2 separate regions of the Zea mays genome follow, and region 2 is linked to region 1. A link is a contact called in public Hi-C data. All regions are on one chromosome and are shown on one strand. The core of a region is the stretch at or near the end of the contact, and the rest is flanking DNA. Distances in the headings are between cores, read along the strand shown.

Region 1 (3,006 bases), core at 125-2,624:
CTTGCGCTCTAATACGTTTCCTTTATTTTCCTATTCATCCCTAGTACATAATGGATGTCTTATCCTGACCAACACATTTTCTTTATCCGGTTTAAACCAAACAATAATAGATGTTTTTTACCGTGTTCCTTCAAAATAGAAAAATTATACCAATACAATTTCTGCCAACACTTTTACTTTGCTCACTCTACTCTATTTCTTTGATAAGTTTAAACTTGGCTCTGCTCATGATCTCATCTGGTTATTTTGTCTCACAAAACTTTTTCTCAACAAGAAACAATTGATGACAATGATGATCTTCTACAGAAAATTAGAAGGATCTACCCTCAAACTAAAAGCAAAAAATGCTGCATGATATAACCCAAAAAGTCAAATTAAAGTAGTAGACTTTAGAAGTCCTTTTGACTAGTACAATATTTCTATAACTTTTGTTTACTTGAACACCAATAATGGTGCATCTTTTGATGTATATAAGTATGTAGCTATATGGTGTCAATCTTATGTTATAAACCAACAAAACATAAGTAGTAATCTCCAGCAAATATTTCCGTTAGTATTTTGCAATTGAGTTACTAAGGTAGGATGTATTGATGTCTCTATCCCTTTAAGGACACTCTTATGTCCAACATTCATCTTTTTTCTACACATAAATATTGTGCAGCAGCGTGACAACGCCGCACGTCGTTTTCTAGTTCACGTTAATTTGAGGTATTTTTCTTATAGAAGCAATTTTAAAAAAGCATGCTGAAAAGTGAAATTTTTAGTTATTACAGAAGTTAAAATAATTGGAGCAATAATACCTTGTGTGTTGTCCCTCTCCGGCACACTCTCATGTCTCGTGATCTCGTTCGCACGTCCATCACATCCATAAACTAATTATGACAACTAAAATCTATATGTAAACCAAAAGGGACAATAATACCTTATAGGTCTGTTTGGTTGGTTTTTCTCGCCAACCTGGTTGTGTGAGCTAGGATCACTGGAGCCTGGCTCTGGAGATGCGACCAATCTGCTCGTATCTGGTGAGCCTGGCTCAGGGTGCTTTAAGGATCGTGTGAGCCTGGATCCAAATCTACATGCAGACAACCAAACACAGAGCTCGCACGCGCATAGCCTGCCTCACAGCAACCAAACAACAGCTACCCACATCCTGTAATACAAGCGCGCGCAGATGCAGACAACCAAACATACCCATTGTGTTGCTTCTCCTCCTCGGGCACACTCTCGTGCGCGCCCACCACGCCCACAAATTCAGCTACTCTTGTCCTGACGATCACGGCCACGGAGGGAGGGAGAGTCAACGGTCAGTGCGGGGGCTATGGTTTGCTTTCTTCCCCCGAGCGCAAGCGCAACCCCCGCACCAAACAGACAACAGCAGTACAGCAGAGCAAAGCAAAGAGGAACACCATTTCCCTTGCCTGCTTGCCAACCCACCACCACCACCACCACCACCCACGAAGGCAGCAGCAACCCAGCACCACCGATCCATCCATCCACTCGTCATTCCTCCGCCCCGCCGCTCGCCTTCACCCATCTCCGACCCCGCTCCGCCACCAAACCCTAGGCTACCAGCTCTTCCCACCCCGTGTGCTCCGCTCCCCTGAGGGCGGCTCGCGCGCCATTTCTCCGCTCGATTTCCTAAAACCGTACTCTCGGATTCGGGATCGGGCCGCGACGGGGCCTCCTCTTGCTCTCGCTCTTCCGTCCGGTCGGCCGCTGAGGACAATAAAGGAGGTTGCGCTCATGCCGGGGGCGCCGCTCAGGTGACTTGCTGGGGGGCCATGCATAGGTACTCCAGCAACAGCGCTGGGTTCAGCGGTGGCAGGGACGGCGCGAGGTTGGAAGCCTCGCCCTTCTCGTCCTCCTCCTCTGGGTACCCTGTCAGCTCCAGGTGACACTCCAACCCCCGCTCCCTTGTTTCCCTGTCCAATTTGATCTGCATGGTCAGGCGTTTTAAACGACGGCTGCCATTGGTAACTTATTTGATTAGTGTAGTTGCTGAGTAGGCACTGTGGCACGACGCAGTAACCCCTTCGGAGTTCGGATTAGGCAGTCACCTCTTTCGCAACTGTAATGCCAGGTGTCCTTGTTCGTGCGTGCAGACATCTTCAAGGCTATTTTGTCAGCAGGATTTGTGTTTCATCCTCGAAATAGAAACTGCTATCCATCTCTGCCCTCAATAAAGTAGCCTGTCACAGACCGTTTTATTTTTAACAAGTGGAAAGTCCATTCTATGAATGAACATATATAGCTTGGAATGCGCGCATTGTTCTCTACTTGCTTCGTCCTCTGAATAACTTCCGTGTTGAACATTTCCGCTTATTTCATATCATAATCACATGATGCAACCACCTATGCGAATGCATTCCCTGTGGATACATTATTTCAAAAGTCTGAATGGCATGCTCATCACTGTTAGTCTGTTATTTCTGTTCACATGTTTTGTAAACTTCCCATGTCTACCATATAATAACTAGAAGATATGTATCACTTGAAGTTAGATATAATTGTGCCACATTCACTCGCTTGTTTGGAATGAGGTGCTGTGGTGCAGTAGGAAGTAGTATCGACCTCACTTCCAGTACTCTATTTCTTGTTTATATTTTGCTTGTGCATTTTTCTTCCCACAGTGGTGATTCTGATATCTTTTTCTCCCTAACACCCCTGTCTTTCAGGCGGCAGCAGCAGCTAGTTCCATACAAGCTAAAGTGTGACAAAGATCCACTTAATAACAAGTATGTCTAACTTATCGACCAAAGCCACTTCACATCAATGAGAGAGCTAACGACTCTTCTCCTATTTGCATGTTTTTTTTTTAATCTCAGACTGGTTATGATTCTCTTCCTTTTTTTGGCCACCCCTATCAGCTTTGACATGATATCTGCTTATAAAACGACGATTTCATATATTGTTCTTCTATTTATAACTAAGAACTGTTGATTTGTCCCACGATATGGTTTCGTTGGATCCTTGTTGCTCCTTTTACATGTCTCTTCTGTAGGCTTG
Region 2 (3,157 bases), core at 449-2,948, 200 kb after region 1:
GGTTCGACGGTGGCAAGCCTAATGGGAAAGTGGGATGAGAGGATGTACTGCAGCGCATCAGGGCAGAATGTGATTCTGTTGTGGGAGAAAAATGAAGCTTCGACTAATCCCACTCGCTATAACCTCTCATCGTTCGCAATAACTCTGAACGAGTTGACTCCAGAACTCAAGGTAGGTAGATATAGGTCGTTATGATGCCTCCTTTGTTGTTAGCGCCACTTCTGAATTGCTGCTGGTTAGGAGAGCCTTCCACCAACGGATTCAAGACTCAGACCAGATCAGCGACATGTAGAGAACGGGGAGTATAGTAAGGCCAATGCTGAGAAGCTGCGACTGGAGAGGAGGCAACGGATGGTATGCCCATGCATCTCGAATATTTGGCGACAAATAGAATAGAAAAGCTTATGTAATTGGATTTTCTTCACTGCAGTCACGGAAGATGCAGGACAATGGTTGGAAACCAAGATGGTTCCGAAGGGATGATGACACATTCCGCTATGTGGGAGGTTACTGGGAGGCACGACAGCAGCGGAAATGGGACGGATGTCATGATATATTTGGTGAATTCGTGTGACTCAACAGTGAGGCTGCTCGGACCTTTTATATATATATATATATAATAATAATAATGATAATGATAATAATAATCTCTGGTCTCCCATGATAATATTAATATGTATGTGCAGTGTGACTGAACAGTGAACACATATATCTCGCGGATTGCTGTTGTCTGAGTTGTTTGTGCGTCGTTTTAGGCTCGGTCGTTTCACTTAAAACTAGATCAATTTTTTTTCTTCTTAATTGAAATACAAAAAAATTGTTACCGCTATTATATACGCATAATTGATTGGAATTGTTGACATTATTGGAGCGTGTATGTATGTATGTATGTGTATCTTCATGTAGTAGTATATATGTGTCTAATACAACAAGTAGCTAGATAGTCGAACTGGACAATTGGGCTGTACACTTTGTCGGGCTGCCGTGGTCCGCCACCCGCGTCTTGCCGGACTCGTTGGTAACGCGCATGGACTGTATCAATTTGGTTTGTATGTTCTACCAATTTCCATCACATATTTTGCTGTGCATTCATAATTACACCGACATACATATACATATACCGTCAGCTCTAAATTTCGAGTGTTAAGTTTCAAATAGTTGGTTTTATTACGGTAAAAAATAGATAGGAGATAAATATTTTGTTCGTTCAAATAAATCAGGAAACGAAATATGCTTCTTACATCCTAAATTACAAGTTATTTTAATTTTATTAAGATTTAAAACATATTAATTTAGACTAAAACTAAATAACAATATTTATAACATTAATTAAGTATTATTGGTTTTTTTTTATTATACTTATTCTATGCTATACGTATTTATAATTTTGATCAAGTCTTGATGTATTTTGACTATCTAAGCTTATAATGGTGGGTCAGTTGAAAACGAGTCACTCAAAGCTTTAAAAAAGTGAAAACTAGTTTATTTTATAAATTAGCCGTCTAAATTTATAAAAGTTATGTGTTCTCTTGTATTTTATTGGACGAATGGACGGTGTAAAAGCAAAACACGTGTAGTGAGCGAGTGCGGCGGTGGCAACTGACGTGACACGAGGGAGGCGGTCTGTGCCTGGCCCAGCCAGCTGTCTTGTTCCTCCGTCCGGGAGGACGAGGAGGAGGAGGCGCATCCCTCCATCCTCTGCGACTTGGTGCGTCTCTCGAGCTCGAGTCGATTGATGATTCATCTTCCTAGTCTCGTCTCCGCGCCATTCTCCAAATCCATCTATCATCACCATCCCGATCCCAGCCCCAGCCCCAGCCCCAGCCCCGCCAGACCCAGACCCGATGCAGCAACAGCAGGACCCAGCACCCGCCGATCCCGACCCACTGCCGCCCCCCGACCTCGGTGATGCCGCCGCCTCGTCCGCAACGCAGACGATCCCTTCCCGCAACGCCTCCTCCAAGTACGATTTCGTCAAGGTCAAGGTCTGGCTCGGGGAGAACGCCGACCACTACTACGTCCTCTCCAGGTTCCTCCTCAGCAGGATGCTCACAGTCACCAAGGTACACTACTAATTTCCTCTTTCCTTTATCCATCCATCAATCAATTAACCCTCCCTTCCCCTTGTATTTGCTCTTATTTTTTAAACAAAACACACAGATTCCTAATCATGTCGCCATCAAGATTGCCCTTGAGCTCAAGAAGCTGCTTGTCGACAACAGCCTGCTTGATGTGTATGTATATGCATCTTCTTCCTCTCTCCCATTCCCCTCCCCCACCATCTAACTATCCTATTAGCTTTCAACATGTTATATTGTATGCTAGTACCTTTTTTTTTCTCTAACTCCTGCACTTCCTTATTTTACAGATCCCAGAGTGATCTAGAGGCTAATCTGTTCAAGGTTAGGTACCTTCCTGCTTCCCTTCCCTGCTGCATGCTACTTCCTCAGCCGATTACACAAACTTATAACTTCCCTCCTTCCACAGCTTATGGAAAAACGGGGATACGGAGAGGAGTATATAAATCGCTATAAAATGATGACAAGGTACTCTGCTGCAGTGGCCAAAAATACATCTTCTGCTTCTCTATAGTAGTCTGCTTCTCTCCCCCCTTTCTTATTCTTCTATTAATACAAAGATGCACAGCTCTCCTGCGTATTCCAGGAAAAAACCACGATGTTTGTGCTTATCCTACATTCGCATAGAAAGAAACTCTTCTCTCTTACACCAGCGGCATTCAAATTACATGTTTCTGATGTGCTCATCCCCTACCTCGTGCAGGTTCCATCATCAACGGGTTCCACTAGTAATTTTGGTGTGTGGAACTGCCTGTACTGGAAAATCAACAATCGCTACACAACTTGCTCAGAGGCTCAATTTGCCTAATGTTTTGCAGGTGGGTTTATTATTTATCTTTTCCAGTCTATAGCTCATGTCTCATGTGCCTCGTTTCCTTACCCTTGTGCAACTGCAGACTGACATGGTGTATGAGCTGCTGCGGACATCAACAGAGTAAGTTGTGTCTTCTTTTTTTTTTTGGTTGTTTAATACTCCCTCCGTTTCTTTTTATTTGTCGCTGGATAGTGCAAAATTACACTATCCAGCGACAAATAAAAAGAAACGGAGGGAGTAAAAAAATGCCACTACCTAGTTCTGT

What was found. A called contact is a pair of places that touch in the nucleus more often than the background predicts.
Region 2: a contact with region 1 is called in a Hi-C map of endosperm, with 1.8 times the contacts expected there. The contact joins the promoter of LOC100383156 here to the promoter of LOC100384108 in region 1. A contact is called at or near these places in 6 of 25 Hi-C or Micro-C datasets (ear, endosperm, leaf and 2 more).

The regions. Positions count from the first base shown.
Region 1 is chr9:161,399,206-161,402,211 of Zm-B73-REFERENCE-NAM-5.0, forward strand. It overlaps LOC100384108, which reads left to right and starts at 1,375. Exons shown (of 12, transcript NM_001362244.1): 1 at 1,375-1,891; 2 at 2,676-2,735; 3 at 3,002-3,006. The coding sequence starts at 1,782.
Region 2 is chr9:161,596,873-161,600,029 of Zm-B73-REFERENCE-NAM-5.0, forward strand. It overlaps LOC100383156, which reads left to right and starts at 1,699. Exons shown (of 14, transcript NM_001175821.1): 1 at 1,699-2,063; 2 at 2,161-2,234; 3 at 2,369-2,402; 4 at 2,488-2,546; 5 at 2,782-2,896; 6 at 2,975-3,012. The coding sequence starts at 1,845. It overlaps LOC100192056 (putative oxysterol binding domain family protein), which reads left to right. Exons shown (of 9, transcript NM_001137479.1): 7 at 1-171; 8 at 241-354; 9 at 431-708. The coding sequence ends at 574.